2 separate regions of the Phocoena phocoena genome follow, and region 1 is linked to region 2. The links are chromatin contacts, called in public Hi-C maps. All regions are on one chromosome and are shown on one strand. Each heading gives the region's core, a stretch centred on a gene start, on an enhancer-like site or on the middle of the called end of the contact. The rest is flanking DNA. Distances are from core to core; before and after follow the strand shown. Region 1 holds the start of FUS (FUS RNA binding protein). Region 2 holds the start of ARMC5 (armadillo repeat containing 5).

Evidence for each region. A called contact is a pair of places that touch in the nucleus more often than the background predicts.
Region 1: a Hi-C map of lung shows a contact between it and region 2, with 3 times the contacts expected there. The contact joins the promoter of FUS here to the promoter of ARMC5 in region 2. A contact is called at or near these places in 2 of 2 Hi-C or Micro-C datasets (kidney and lung).

Annotation. Positions count from the first base shown.
Region 1 is chr15:15,394,054-15,401,219 of mPhoPho1.1, reverse strand. It overlaps FUS (FUS RNA binding protein), which reads left to right and starts at 4,124. Exons shown (of 15, transcript XM_065892910.1): 1 at 4,124-4,203; 2 at 5,756-5,780; 3 at 5,872-6,026; 4 at 6,770-6,914; 5 at 7,084-7,166. The coding sequence starts at 4,191.
Region 2 is chr15:15,203,180-15,210,345 of mPhoPho1.1, reverse strand. ARMC5 (armadillo repeat containing 5) reads left to right here and starts at 5,065. Exons shown (of 8, transcript XM_065893172.1): 1 at 5,065-5,163; 2 at 5,709-5,833; 3 at 6,371-6,902. The coding sequence starts at 6,428. LOC136135270 (zinc finger protein 436-like) reads right to left here and starts at 6,070. Exons shown (of 2, transcript XM_065893173.1): 1 at 6,060-6,070; 2 at 4,282-5,704. The coding sequence starts at 6,070. The coding sequence ends at 4,282.

The DNA.
Region 1 (7,166 bases), core at 2,875-5,374, 190 kb before region 2:
TACAAACATCCAATATGGGTAGAGGCCAGGAATGCTGCTAAATATCCTATAATACACAGAACAGTCCCCCACAGCAAAGAATTACCTGCCCTAAAATGTCAATAGTGCCGAGACCGAGAAATTTTGCTGTATAATAACTCAGTTAACCAGATCCCCTATTGATAGGCACTTAGGTGGTTTCTAATATTTTGGTATATAGACAGTGCTGCATTGACAATGGTATAAATTGGAGTTCTCAGTTGCAGATGATATAATCTATTTTAGTTTAAGCAGAAAGGGATTATAAAGTGGTGACTAAGTTTTTGAGAAGGTTAAGAGTCAAGTTTGGATGCTTCCCAGCCAGTAATAGATACCAGGCTGAGGGTCCAACAACACCACAGAAAATTTCTAGTGGAAATTCCAGTGCTGTTGCCTCATGCCATTGACATTAGTGATACTAAGGATGTTATAACCTGCACAAGAGCTACCCCTGAAGGACCAAAGGCTTGGGCTGCTATGTTGGCCAGAACAGCTGAATGTACCACAAATGACTGCTGCCTCCAATCCTGCGTGATGCATCTGCTGGACAAAATTGGGCTGGAGATGATCAAGAGACAGGTGTGGAACTCAGGAGCATCATGGCTGGACCTACACATCGGGGAGTTGAAGGCATGATGTGGATGAGATTCTCCAGAGCCAATTTTTAACTTGGAGTCTTTGCTAGGGGTCTGAGAATAGCATCGGGGGGTCACAGATTTGGACAGAAAAGAGTACATTTAAATTTTTACTAACCTCCAATTGACACAGCATTTTTCTCAATCGGCTGTCTATAGGCAACAAACCACAGCAGTGTCTGGGTCTTTAACACCAACAGAAATCTCAGAAATTTTCATATCACATTGCAGCTGTTGCAGGTATCTTAAAACATTTTTTACATTCCGTTCTACTTCAAAATTCAGATATTATGCTATCAGGTCTGTATATTTGATCATGAAGATGTTTTTAAGAAATATTTTGATAACTCTATTTTCACTTAATTGGTTTCCTTTGTATTCTTACAATGTTTGTTTTATGCATTTAAAAATATTCTAAGAAGGGATCCACAGAATTCACTAGACTCTGGCACAAAAAGAGGTTAAGAACCTCTCATCTGGAACTAATCACAAACTCAACTGCCTCCAAGGGCCAGGTAGAGGCCTGAAAACCAGGACCTGCTTTGGTTTCTTACGTTTGAAGGGAAGAAATATTTTCCCTTGCTTTTAATTCCACTCTAAGAACAACTACATTAAACACCTGATATAAATGGCGATTGACTCTGGCTTCCATGTCAGGAATACTAGGAAGTAATGGAGACTCTGGTCAGTTGCAAGCACATGCCCCAGCAGCTTCTTGTCCCAGCTGACCCTTGCCCTGTGGGAAAGTGGGCCTTGGATGGCCAGAGCCTCCAGTTTTCAAGAAAAGCCAGAAGTTTGGATTTTTCTCTATTTTTAGTGTTGGTAAATGGTTGAAAAAATTAAAACCAACATGTTGGCTACAGACAACCTGTCTGCGGGCTGCGTTTCACACCAGGCTGCGGTTGGGGCTTTTGAGTCTCGAGGAGGAAGCAAAGGAGGCTGAAGACAGAACTCTGGAGAGCTCTGCTATCTGCAGGGCGAGCAGAGGAGGAGAATGCAGGGAAGGAGCTAAATGGACAGTGGGAAAGGGGGGAGGGCCCGGAGCAGGGATGCCAAGTAAGGAGACTTTTAAGGAGTGAGAGGCCCCCGTGTTTCATGAGTCAGGAGAGGTTCACTGAGAGAGATAAGCCTGGAGAAACAGTCACTTGAGGTAGCCTTTCACAAGTCACAGTCTGAGCCTATTACTCCCTGCCACGCTGCTGCATGAGTGCCCTTCCCCACCCACGCCTTTGACTTTGCCATTCCATCTGCCTGTTACACCATATCCTCTGCTGCTTGGTGAACTCCTACTTATCCTGTAAGGCCTGGCTTCAATGTCACCACCTCTTTTTCCTCTTCTGTGGTTGTCTACCTGATGGATGACTTGCTCTCCCAGAAGAGTTTCCGCAGTCCTTGATTCCATATTACAGCACTTACCACATTTGATTCAAATACACTTTGGGGTTTGTGGGGTTTGTGGGTCTCACCCACATCTTGCCCACTGGCTATAAGGTCTTGTGGCTCAGGGACTGGATTTTTTTATCCTCTTCTCTCTAGGTCTGCCCCAGGCTTGGTACATATTATGCAGTGCTCAAGCGACGTTTGCTGAAGCACGGGGGTTAAGAGCCGGAACTCTGAGCCAGGCTGCCTGGGTTGGGAACCTGGCTTTGCCACTTTCTGTGTAGCCCTGGGCACAGCTTTTTACCTTTCCATGCCTTTTTGTTCATCTGTAAAATGTAATCCTCATGTCAACATTTTATTGTGAAGAATAAGATTAAACAAGCTATACTCACAGCACTCAGAACACTGCCTGAAACTTAGTAAGCCTTATCAAAGTGTTATGTTATTATAAATATGTTATATATAAATATTATTATTATATGTTAGCTTTGTTATTAAATTGCTTTATCTATTTTGTACACTAATGCATCCTCAGTACCCTGGACAGTCCCTGGAACACTGTAGGTACTTAATAAATATTTGTAGAATCAATGAATGAATGAGTGATGGACTTCACTCTTTTTGCCCTCACTCAAGTGTCACAATGCCCTCCCAGTGGGGGTGGGGTGGGGTGGGTGACAGGGTGTTCAAGGGCCATTAGGGCCTAAGTCAGGAATTTAGTAGAAGTTTGTGGGCATAGCCCACAATTATTTCTCTAGGAAAACGTGTCTAACCTACAAAGGAAGTTCTGGAACCCACATCACAGGTAAGCTGGGAAGGAAAATCCGCATGGCACATGTACCAGGAATAACCTCCTTTGTCTTGTTTTATTCAATACTTTCAAATTTCCTTCTCTAGGCAAGGCTGATTAGAGTGCAAGTTGCAAGTTAATTTGAATTTCACTTTTTGTCCTTGCTCTTATAGGGAGTGAAAAGGCTTCAGAACACTTCAAAGTGTTCGCATAACCAACATAAGGAGTGTTTTGCAGCCACACAGACCTGGATTCAAATCAGGACCCCTGACCCTTAGCTGTTCTATAATCATGGATTGCACTCAGCCTGAGTCTCATTCTTCTTACCTGTAAAATGGAGATAGCTTTACCTTCTTCATAAGACTGTAATGGGAAAGCAATTAATTGTGCATTTTGAAATCACTTCAGCTCTATACAAATATCAGTTATTATTGGATCTCCACATTGGTTCCTCGGTAGGGTTTCAGGAGAATAAAGAGTAGCCCTTTATCAGTAAAAAGGCTGGGAAATCCCTGATCTAATCTCAGTGCTCTTTGAGATCCGGAGGGTTTGGGCTTTCCAGTCCAAGAGCTAGTCAAGCCAAGCTACTCGCGGGCCAAGCCGTGAGGGTGTGGGTGGGCGATCAGTGCTTGACCAGACTGGGACCCAAGGTTCCGGGATAAACTCCATGCTTTCTTTCATGGCAAGCGTCACAATCTACAAACCCTGATAAGGACTTCAGCAGACGCAAGCCTGAAAGACGATGAGTGAATACCTACACGCAGGGAGAGGGTCGGTGTGTGTTGTCGGTGGAGGAACACTAGAGCCGGAGAGGGAGGCTGGCGCCGGAGGGAGGATGCATTTGATGCAGTATAAGGGGAACGGAGCGCAGGAGCTCTCCATCCCGAGCGAAAGTGAGGCCCAGTGAAAGGGGCCAGCCTGAGGAATTTCGGTTCCCGCCCCTCGGCTCCCGGCTTTGACTACAGTTCCGCCCGCAACCGCCCTGGGCCCCTCGCCCCGCCCCCAGAGGGTAATCGGGCTGTACCATTATGCCACCATAGGGGTGAGGGTGAAACGTGGGCTTAGTCCTGAAAAGCAAATATAACTTCTTTGTCAGAAAAACAGAGGATTATATGTATTATTTGCAAGGTTCTTAGTTAATACGCTTCCTTTCTGCCTGCTAGGGTCCTCTATACTCCCTGAAGAGTTGCAGGAGTCGGCCACCATTCCCCCTTTCCTTTACGCAGTTGGTGCGTTCCCCCGGCATGCGTAGGCGGGGAGGCGTACATAAACCTCGACCCAGGAGGCGGGGCTGCTCAGTCCTCGAGGCGTCGGTGCTGTGGTGTTGGAATCTTGCTGATTGTCGGCCTGTGCGCGCGTGCGCGGACATGGCCTCAAACGGTATGTAAGGGCGCGAGGCGGCGGTGGCGCGCCGGCCCCGGGCCTTGTTACCTTCCAGTCGGGCTTTTGTTTTTCGGTGGGACCTGGGCGACGATCGCGTGTAGGGTCTTCTCGCAGCACTGGCGGGAAGCAGCGGAGAGGGGTGGAAGGGGGAGGCCGATGTCGCCATCTTGTTTCGCTCCTCTGGCGCCTGGCGCGGGGCGGGAGGTCTTCCCTTCGCAGCCCCTTTCCTTGAGGTAAGGGTTGGGAGGGACACTTCTTGGTGATTGGAAACGTGAGGCATGGATGGAAATGCCCGGTCCCTGTAGCCTTTTCTCCTTCTCATTCCGAGCCTCGCGCTCGGGCCCGCTTTGTCGCAGTGCTGCATCCGGGCATTGGGAGCGCGCACGCGCTCTGCTGGCCCCTCCCCCCTTTCTGGCGGCGCGAACCCCCCCTCCCGCCTCGTGTCGGCCCTGCTTTTTGTCGCGAGACCCTTCGCTGGAGGCTCCGCGGCGCGCGTCCGGTTTGGGCCTTGCCCCCGGGGTCCCTCGGGAAGGGGCGGGACCGCCTCGTTCCCGCCTCGCTTGCCACGCGGGCGGGGGCGGAGGCTTGGGCCAGCTTAACGGCTGGGGGTGGTCCAACGGACTTGGGGACCCGGCCCGAGGCTTTTCCCGCCTAAATTTCCTCTCTCGGAGGTGGTTACTGAAAGGAACGGCCGCCCGAGGCCACACCTTCTCCCGGTCCTTTTGCTCTTTTCTGCGGGAGGAAGCGCCTCGTTTCCTGTATCGGCGAGACGAGTGGATCTGGCCAGTGCGTCTAACATGTGGCGTTTTAAAAGCGCTTTCTCTTTCTTCGGTTCGCCGAGTCTCCCCACAGTCCCGAGGCAGGCAAGGAGGAGATAAGAAAACGCACTCGTGGGGAGCCACGGGGCTGGAGACTTGAGTACCAGTCGACTTGCCTCCCGAGGCGACCGCTCTTTGATGGTGATCTCTGTTGTTTGGGATCAAAGAGCGCTCTTCTCTTGGTTAGCTAGCTTTGCATTAAAAGCTTCCGTTTCCTGTCTCCAAGATTAGGCAAAGGGTGAAGAGCGGCCTCTTTGGAGACATTCTGGTTTTTCGGATTGAGAAAGTGGAGGCTACGTTCCGAACAATTCTGCCTCTGGCTTGAATTAAAACCTGTTCTGCTGAAGCAGCTGTGTGACTTTAGCTTGATTTTCGGTGATATCTTTGTCTTCGAGCGGGTGTGAGAAGGAAATGTGTGTAAATTTGTGCAGTTCCTGACATCGATTGAAGTTGCAGAAAATTGGAGCTGTTCACCAAGGCTCTTGCTTTTTCCAGTACTTAAGGCTTCTTGGTCTCTGTAGAAATTCGCTGTTTCTTTACTTTTCTTTATTGTAAGAAAACTTGACTACGGTCTGCCAGATTGCTCCTCTCAACTAGGGTTTCATGTGGGAATTTATGCCTCGTTGACTTTCCTCTCTGGGGGCCCCAAAGCTAGCTTGAGTTAAGACTTTTCGCTCTAGTCTACTCTTAGGGATGGTTGAAGGTAATATAATTGTGTTTCTGTTTTTCAGACTATACTCAACAAGCAACCCAAAGGTGAGTGTCATTTTTGGGCTTCCAGAGTTTGTAAAGGGCAAGGGTGGCTAAGGTGTTTTTGTCTGAGAGCACGGTTTGTCTTTTTCTCCAGTTATGGGGCCTACCCAACCCAGCCTGGGCAGGGCTATTCCCAGCAGAGCAATCAGCCCTATGGACAGCAGAGTTACAGTGGCTACGGCCAGTCAGCGGACACTTCAGGCTATGGCCAGAGCAGCTATGGTAGTTCTTACGGACAGGCCCAGAACAGTGAGTCTCTTTTAGTGGGTCACCCCACCTCTTCCTGCTGTTTCTGAATGTTGCTTTTTTTAAACCTAAGCAGTGCTTTAACCAGTCTATGACCCTTAAAGCACTTCAGCGTTTGAGTCCTTTCAAACAAAAATACTTAATTGGTTTGTAATTGTTTCCTATTATTTTCTTTGACTTTTTACTTTTCTATTTATGTTGCACTTTTCCCCATTTCCCCTAAGAGTGAAAGTGAAATGGGAGGGCAGGGTGTGTGGGGGGGAGTATTGCCTAAAGGGAGAAAACTTTTAGATACTTAAAGGGAGAAAATGGCTTCCTTGAAGATGTTTGAAGTCCGACTGCTGTATATATCACATGATACACCAGGAGGTGGAATTTGCCCTGAGGTCCTGAAGTGTAAATAATATGGGGTTGTCTTATTTGTACTGCACACCTTATGGGCAGGTTAAAATGCTGTTAATTAATAGGGATCTCTTGGGCTGTGATTAGTGGTGGTCCTGGAGGAGGCTGGCTTTGGTGTGGGTGGGTGGGATGAGGTTGGAACTCTGAAGTTGGAATATTAAGCTTTAAGGTAAAAGAGAAGGGTAATCTCTGACTGTGAGTTGCAAGATTTCCAAGCATCTTCTAAGAGGCTGACTTTTCAAGTATGGAAAGCATTAGGTGGTATATAATGTTTTCTTCAACACATTCCCTGCCTTTTCTCTTTCATCATAGTTTTTGTGACTTCCTCTTTCTTTTTCTTCTAGCAGGCTATAGCACACAGTCAACTCCCCAGGGATATGGCTCAGCTGGTGGCTATGGCAGTAGCCAAAGTTCTCAGTCGTCTTACGGGCAGCAGTCCTCATACCCTGGCTATGGCCAGCAGCCAGCTCCTAGCAGCGCCTCGGGAAGGTAAGGAGTTGTGGGGAGAGGGGAGAGGACTGAAAGATTAGGGGTGCATGAGTGAGCATGAGGACTAACGGGGGTGGCCTCTGTTGGGTACAGAGAATGGGGTGTACTGAAAGTGAAAGAAGGTTTTGGACATGCTGGCATTATGATTCTGTATTTTCCTTTTCCCTAGTTACGGTAGCAGTTCTCAGAGCAGCGGCTATGGGCAGCCCCAGAGTGGGGGCTATGGCCAGCAGTCTGGCTATGGTGGACAGC
Region 2 (7,166 bases), core at 3,816-6,315:
TCTAAGAAATGTAGTGTTTAGTTTTCTAACAACTACAGTCCAGAGAGCCTCTTTAGAAGGAAGTGAGAATAGATTCTGGGTGTCAAATGACATCCCAAACTATGGGAAAGCCAAGTTTCAATGCAGGTATAAACCCATGCTGGCAAACATACACCCTACACATAGCAGAATCATAAACTCTTTGAGGGAAAGCTCTGCGAGGGGCCCTGAAAACCATCTCATCCTATCTGCTTATTTTACAGCTGAAGAAACTGAGGTCCAGAGAAAGGAAGTGATTGGGGAGTGGGGGTGGGCAAAGAGTGGTATGAAGACGCTGGCACGGGTGAGCTGGAAGAAGAACCTGCAGAAAACTTCTTGGTGCCCAAAGAGTTTCTAAATTTACAAAGATTGTACTGAGGTTTGAATGTGTTGTGCCTAATTCAGATCCAGGAGGACGCTGGCCACTAAGAGATGTAAGCATTTTTCCAGGTCATGAAAAACAAAGAAATTGTCCTAAAATACTAAAGAATCCTTCCAGATTAAAAGAGACTAAAGAACCATGAAAACTAAATGCAGTATGCACATCTAGTTAGGATTATATCCTGGACCATAATTTTTTTTCTTATGCTATAAAGGCTATTAGTGGAATAATTGGTGAAACTGTAATAAAGTCTGTTCATTAGATGACAGTACTGGATCATTGATAATTTCCTTGTTTTTAGAAAATCCACATTATTTAGGAATAAAGAGAGAGAGAGAGAAGCATTTTGAACTGGCAGGAAATAAGAACAGAAGAAGAAAGAACAGAAAGTGATCCTGAATCCCAGGGAAGAGAACCTGCGAATCACCCAGGCAGTGTGATCAGACCTTCCTCAAGGCATTCTGCACCTGCCCCATGTGGGATGCTGGGGACTCAACAGGGACAATGCAGAGTCCCTGTCCTCCTGGAATATGTCTAGGGAAGGGAGGGAGGGAGGGACTTTGGCTTGGGGCAGGGGGGGATGCTGTTCCGGCGTCCCCAGTGCACCTCTCAAAGCACCTGCCATGGGGCTTCCCTGGTGGCGCAGTGGTTGAGAGTCCGCCTGCCGATGGGGGGGACACGGGCTCGTGCCCTGGTCTGGGAAGATCCCACATGCCGCGGAGCGGCTAGGCCCGTGAGCCATGGCCGCTGAGCCTGTGCTCCGCAACGGGAGAGGCCACGACAGTGAGAGGCCCGCGTACCGCAAAAAAAAAAAAAAAAAGCACCTGCCAGCCACTGTTGAGCTTCTGGGTGGGTGGGACTCCAGCTGCCAGCCAGTGGCCACACCCACTGCCCAGCACCAGCCTCTGTACCGCCCACCAGGCTCAGAGGAGGAACCGGGCTCCCAGGACTGGGTGAGATCAGACAGAACTGGATGGAGTCCAAGCACATGTCCAGAAGCCAGGGCCAGCCCAGGGGAGACAGTATTACTGACGCCCCCTCCCTCCGAGCCCACTGGGGCCTTAGCGTTTATAGAGCACCTCCACACCTGCTTGCTTCCCAAAATAGCCCTGAGAGGGGTGTCTGCCGGGGACTGTCTCCCTGAGGCTCAAAGGGCCCAATACTCGGCCCTCTGACCAAGGCACACAGGGGTTTGCCTGGCCTTACTGAACCCGTAAGCTCTGTTCCTACTCGCTGGCACATACGGAAAGGAGCTTCAATATTAGAGGGTGATATCTGGGGTTGGGAAAGCAGGTCCGGTCTGTCAGCTGGGCTGGGGGCTGGGGAGGAAAATGGCTGGTGGGGGGCAGGAAGGGGTGAGGGAAAAGAGAAACTGCCTCCATCACATGGGTCTTTCTCACCCATGAGAGTGTAGGGTGGGGATGGTCACCCCCAAACGCCTTTCTGTAGCTGTTAGGGAAGTAATTAAAATGAAACTCGCTGAGTCAGGGACACACCAGGGAGCGGTGGGGACTGTCCATGTCCGGGGCAGCCACTACTCAGCCCTGTCAACACGTTGTTGCTGGAAAGCTCCAGTGTTGCTGAATTTTCTGATCCTCCCCCTCTCTCCTCCCCAAAAACAGCAAACTAGAAATCTAGATTGTGATGTGAAATCTCCTGATTTAAATGTTGGTTCATGGGACTTCCCTGGCGGTCCGGTGGTTAGGACGCCACACTTTCACCGCTGAGGGCATGGGTTCGATCCCTGATTGGGGAACTGAGATCCCACAAGCCACCGGCAAAAAAAAAAAAAAAAAAAAAAGGTGGCTCAATAGTGTAAACACACACACACACACACACACACACAGAGTGAAGGCCAAAGCAAATATGTCCGCTGCCTCTGGCCTAAGCACTGGCCACATGCTTGGAGAGGGCCTCTTTCCCAGCTCAGGGCACAGTGAATGCCGGATAAACCCCTGTTGGATTAAGCCCATCCTTCCTGTTTCCAAGGACTGGCCTGCCTCCCTGCTCTGGGCAGGACCTGTCTCTACAACTGAGAGGAGATGGGGCACATGGCTATTTACCTTAATGTGAGAAATTAGCTTCCAGTTGACTGAAAGGGATTTTGCAAACTAATCCTCCTCCCATGCCCACCCCTGCCATGTACCTAACGTCCACTTGCAGTTACAAATTTGCAGAGAACGCAATCCAGCTTTGAGGAAGCTGAGGCCCCAAGGTCACTAGTAAGAGTAAACAGGACCTGATCATAACAACTATTTATTGAATGCCTACTACGGATGCACCTGGCTCAGGCCTCCAACTCAGTCACTGGCTTGTGCTATATTGAGATGCCACTGATGGGGAATATGCCAGAACCCATCTGTTCATCACAGACCCAGCTTGAGGAGACAAGTGGCATCCATTAGATGTCACCTTCATGAAGCCTCTTAGACTTACTCCAGGTGATGCCCTTTCTCCAGTGCCAGCATCGAGCCTGAGTCCATCTCCTTCACGACACCAAACTACTCCAGGACTGGGGCTGTCTCACTCATTTCTGTAACCTTTGGGAGAAGCTAGGAAGCGCGCTGGCGTGATGTCTGTGGGCCGACACCACCGGTGACAGGGTGACAGACTTGAGGAAGAGCAGGGAACTGAGGACTGCTGAGTCCTTTCCTTGCTGAGTCCTTTCATCATCCCTGTTTTACAGATGAAGAGACTGAAGCTTAGAAGAGGCAGACCTGTCCAAGGTCACGCAGTCACAAAAAGAGAAGCCTGGACACTCTGTGCTAGAAGCTGAGAGAGGAGTTACCTCACATCCCTCCCCTTCGGCCCCTCTTCCCCGTGGATACGGTTCTAGATGCACCAAACCTGGTGAGAGACAAGATTTGGGGACAGGGCACCAGATGCATGAGGCTCATGGTCCCATGGGGTGGGCATTAGGCCTCCCCCAACCTCATAAGGGCTACATTCTGTGCCTCTCCCAGGAACACAGCCAGCTACGGGGGGGAGAGCAGGGCCTCACAGCTTAGACTCTGCTCTGGGCACACATTGTGCAGTGCTTCGGGAAGCCTCCCTCTGGCTCCCATATACTCTAAGTTTTACCAATAGAAACACATTTGTTTACGGAGGCAGCCCGCCCCAGTGCCCTGGCAAAATGACCATGTCTAGTCCCCGGTGTCCGGGCACAAGTGAATCTTCACATTTTCTCCTCTGTTGAGGGATCAGAGAAAAAGCCTGGGGAGCCTGCAAGGGAAAAGGCTAAAGAAGAGGTAGGGGCAGACGACCAACCTCGGGCCTTCTGCCCTTGCCTAGAAATGTCACCGGGCACCCCCCGAACTCAACAGACAGGCCTCCCGGTCCTTTGCTTTGGCCCTGGGCCCCACCAGCTTCACCCTGTAAAGACAGCTCTCTTTCAAAGGGGTCACACACCCCAGAGCTCACCTAATGGTCCCAAATTCAAACTCTGATACTTGTGCTAGAACACAGCCTGCCTTATGGTCCCCTCTGGAGGTGAGGACCTCCCCGACCCCCTCTTCCCCTACTGCGTTCCTCACAGGGGCTTGCCTGGCATTGAGTCCCATTGCTCTGGGCTGACGTAACTGTTGCTCTTGGTGTGATTAGCCCCATCACTCCCTAGGCCTGTGAAGGGACACACCTAGGCCGCCAAAGGTGTTCTGCATCTTAAAGCAGCTGGGCCAGCTCTTGCCATCCCCAAACTCTCCCTCCAGCTGGAATTCCATCTCCAGGGCCTCAGAGAACAGGCCTAAGCCCACTTTTCTGTTCCGATTCCTCCAGCCTGGGGTTCCCTGATTCAGCCCGCTAATCAGCAGCCCTAGAGGAGCAGAAGTGAGGTTTACTGAGAAATGCTGGGCCCCTCAGGCTCCTTGAGGACTGGACTAAAGTCAGAGCTGAAGTCTGGGCTGCAACTTAAGCAAGGGATACTGGCAGGGGCTGTGCCCCTGGAGCGTCCGCTGGTGCTGGCCCAGGTTGGAGCTGCGGGCGAAGGCCTTGCCACACTGCAGGCAGACGTAGGGCTTCTCACCGCTGTGCGCCACCTGGTGGATGAGCAGGTGGGCGCTCCGGCGGAAGCTCTTGCCACACTCGCCGCAAGCATAAGGCTTCTGGCCCGTGTGAGGGTGTTGGTGCAGCAGCAGATGTGAACTGTCTCCAAAACTCTTGCTGCAGCTGGGGCACTTATAGGGCTTCTCGCCTGTGTGCGAGCGTTGGTGTTTAAGGAGCTTGGCGCTCTGGGAGAAGGATTTGTCACATTCTGGGCAGGCATAGGGTCGTTCACCCATGTGAACACGCTGGTGCTTGGTGAACTGGGTGCGCTCACTGAAACCACGACCACACTTAGGACACTTGAAGGGCCGCTCTCCACTGTGGGTGCGCTGGTGCCGTATGCAGTCCGAGATGTTGGTGAAGTTCTTGCCACGCTCACAGCAACTGTAGGGCTTCTCCCCAGTGTGCGATCGCTGGTGCTTGAGCAGAGAAGAGCTGCGCCCAAAGCTGTCACCACACCAGGCACAGCGGTAGGGCTTCTGGCCCGTGTGTGAGCGCTGATGCTGCGCCAGGTTGGAGCTCAGGCTGAAGCGCTTGCCGCAGTCCCCGCAGCGGTAGGGCTTCTCGCCCGTGTGCGTGCGATGGTGCTGGATCAGGTTGGAGCTAACGCTGAAAGTCTTACCACACTCAGCGCAGGTGTAAGGCTTCTCACCCGTGTGCACCCGCTGGTGTTTAACCAGGTCCGAGCTGCGGCCAAAAGCCTCCCCGCACTCCAGACATTTGTGGGGCCGGAGGCCTGAGTGGGAGCGACGGTGTTGGATGAGGTTGGAGCTCAGGCTGAAGCAACGGCCACACTCAGGACAGAGGTACGGTTTCTCTCCAGTGTGTACCCGATGGTGCTTAACCAGATCTGAGCCACGTCGGAAACTTTTGCTACACTCCGGGCAGCAGTAGGGCTTGTCGCCCCCATGGCTGCTTTGGTGGTGAATGAGGTTAGGGAGGTAGGCTGAGGACAGTCCACACTCCTGGCACTCGAAAGCTCTGGGGACTGCAGGATAGTTGGTCTTGGCAGGGGCTTCTTCCTCCCCAGGGCCAGAGACTGACCTACGTAGGTACTGCAGGCCCATCATCATTTCCCGGGCGGCCGGCTGCCCCGGCCACACCAGGAAGGGCCGCTTGGGTGGAACAACTCCGCAATCGAAGGCGGACCTCGGGACTCCCTGGGATCCTGACGACCGGTTCCCCCGCTACTCGGCCCCGTCGGAGTCCTCCCTTGCCGTTTCTGGAGCCACCGACTCCACAGCGGTAAGAACGTACCGTTTCCTAGATACCAACCACTGGGCTCACAAGCACAACCACAGCTGGAGACACTCTGGACCCAGTGATTCAGCACCGGAAACGGAAATATCCACCAGCCCGTGCAGTTCTAGGAAGTGGCAGCGAACGGTCTCGGTAAGTTTAACCCTCTCATTCACCTGGCGGAGCAAGTGCTCCCATCTGCAGCCGCTGTCAGGAACTTGATACTTTCCGCTTGGCTCGGGGTTCTCAGTCCGTCAGCGCGGACTTCAGTGCCCCGGCCACCAATGAGGGGCGGCGAAGCGAGCCTGAAGGAAAAGGCTGTTGCTGCCAAGGACACGCTGGGGGCAGAGTAGACAAGTCACCTGGAGCAGCACTGTACTGAAACTCCATGATCGGATGTCTGGGTTCTCCAGAGGCACCGGCCCACCCGAGTCCCTTGAGAGAGTTTCCCATCCATCCTAAGCTAGGCGTCTTAAGCTCGGCGCGGACTACATATCCCAGCATGCGCCGCACGCGCCTCTGGGGCTCGCACTACGATTAGCTAACCACTACTCTCAACATGCCTTCTGCAACTGTGCAAGCCAGAGCACCGTGATCGAGAACTACAACTTCCGACTCGCATGACAACTGCGGCGGCGCTATTTAAAAAGCGTCAGAGAGGAGGTGCATGGCCACGTCCTGCTCTTCCAGTTCCGCTCCCTAGGATGAGCTGCGAGGAGAAGGGCGGAGCCTTAGGCCTGAGCCAAGATGGCGGCTGCGAAGCTAAGCCCCGCGGACTCGCTCTCATTCTGCCTCGCGCAGCTCACGGAGGCGGCCGGGGAGGGTCTAGGTGGGGGAAAGGACACAGCTACCAACGAGACACCCTTGGGCCGTGCGCTCTTAGCCCTCCGTACGCGCCACGTCAAGGCAGCTGGGGGAATCGAACGCTTCCGGGCACGCGGCGGGCTCCGCCCCCTTCTCGCGGTGCTACGGCGAGCGGCTGCAGCGGGTCCCGCCCCTTCCCAGGCTGGCCCAGGCTCCGCCCCCTCGTCTGTCGAGTCAGCGACTTCTGGCCCCGCCCCTTCTCTGGGCCCCGCCCCCTCTGCTGTGTCGTCATCGACGCCCTCGCCACCAGCGCTCCTGCGCAAGACGCTGGACTTGGCGCTCAGCATCTTAGCCAACTGCTGTACGGAAGGGGAGTGCCGGGCTGAAGTGCGCAGACTCGGAGGCATTATCCCTTTGGGTAAGTGCTCCGCCCCCATTTCCTAGAAGGATTCTACCCACACCTCTGTCTGTGTCTGGGCCTGGGTGGAGTCTTGAGTTCTTTGTGTTGTAGCCTGGAAGATCGTGCTTTCTGACGGCGCAGCGCCCGCAGCTCTCATGATGTCATGACCCGTGACGTCACTGCTCTCTCTATAAATTATACCCTAGCCCTCTTAGATCAGATGCCAATTACCTGAGTATTGGTTGTAGAGCACCTCTCTCGCATCTGGGCTGGTGGAGGCCA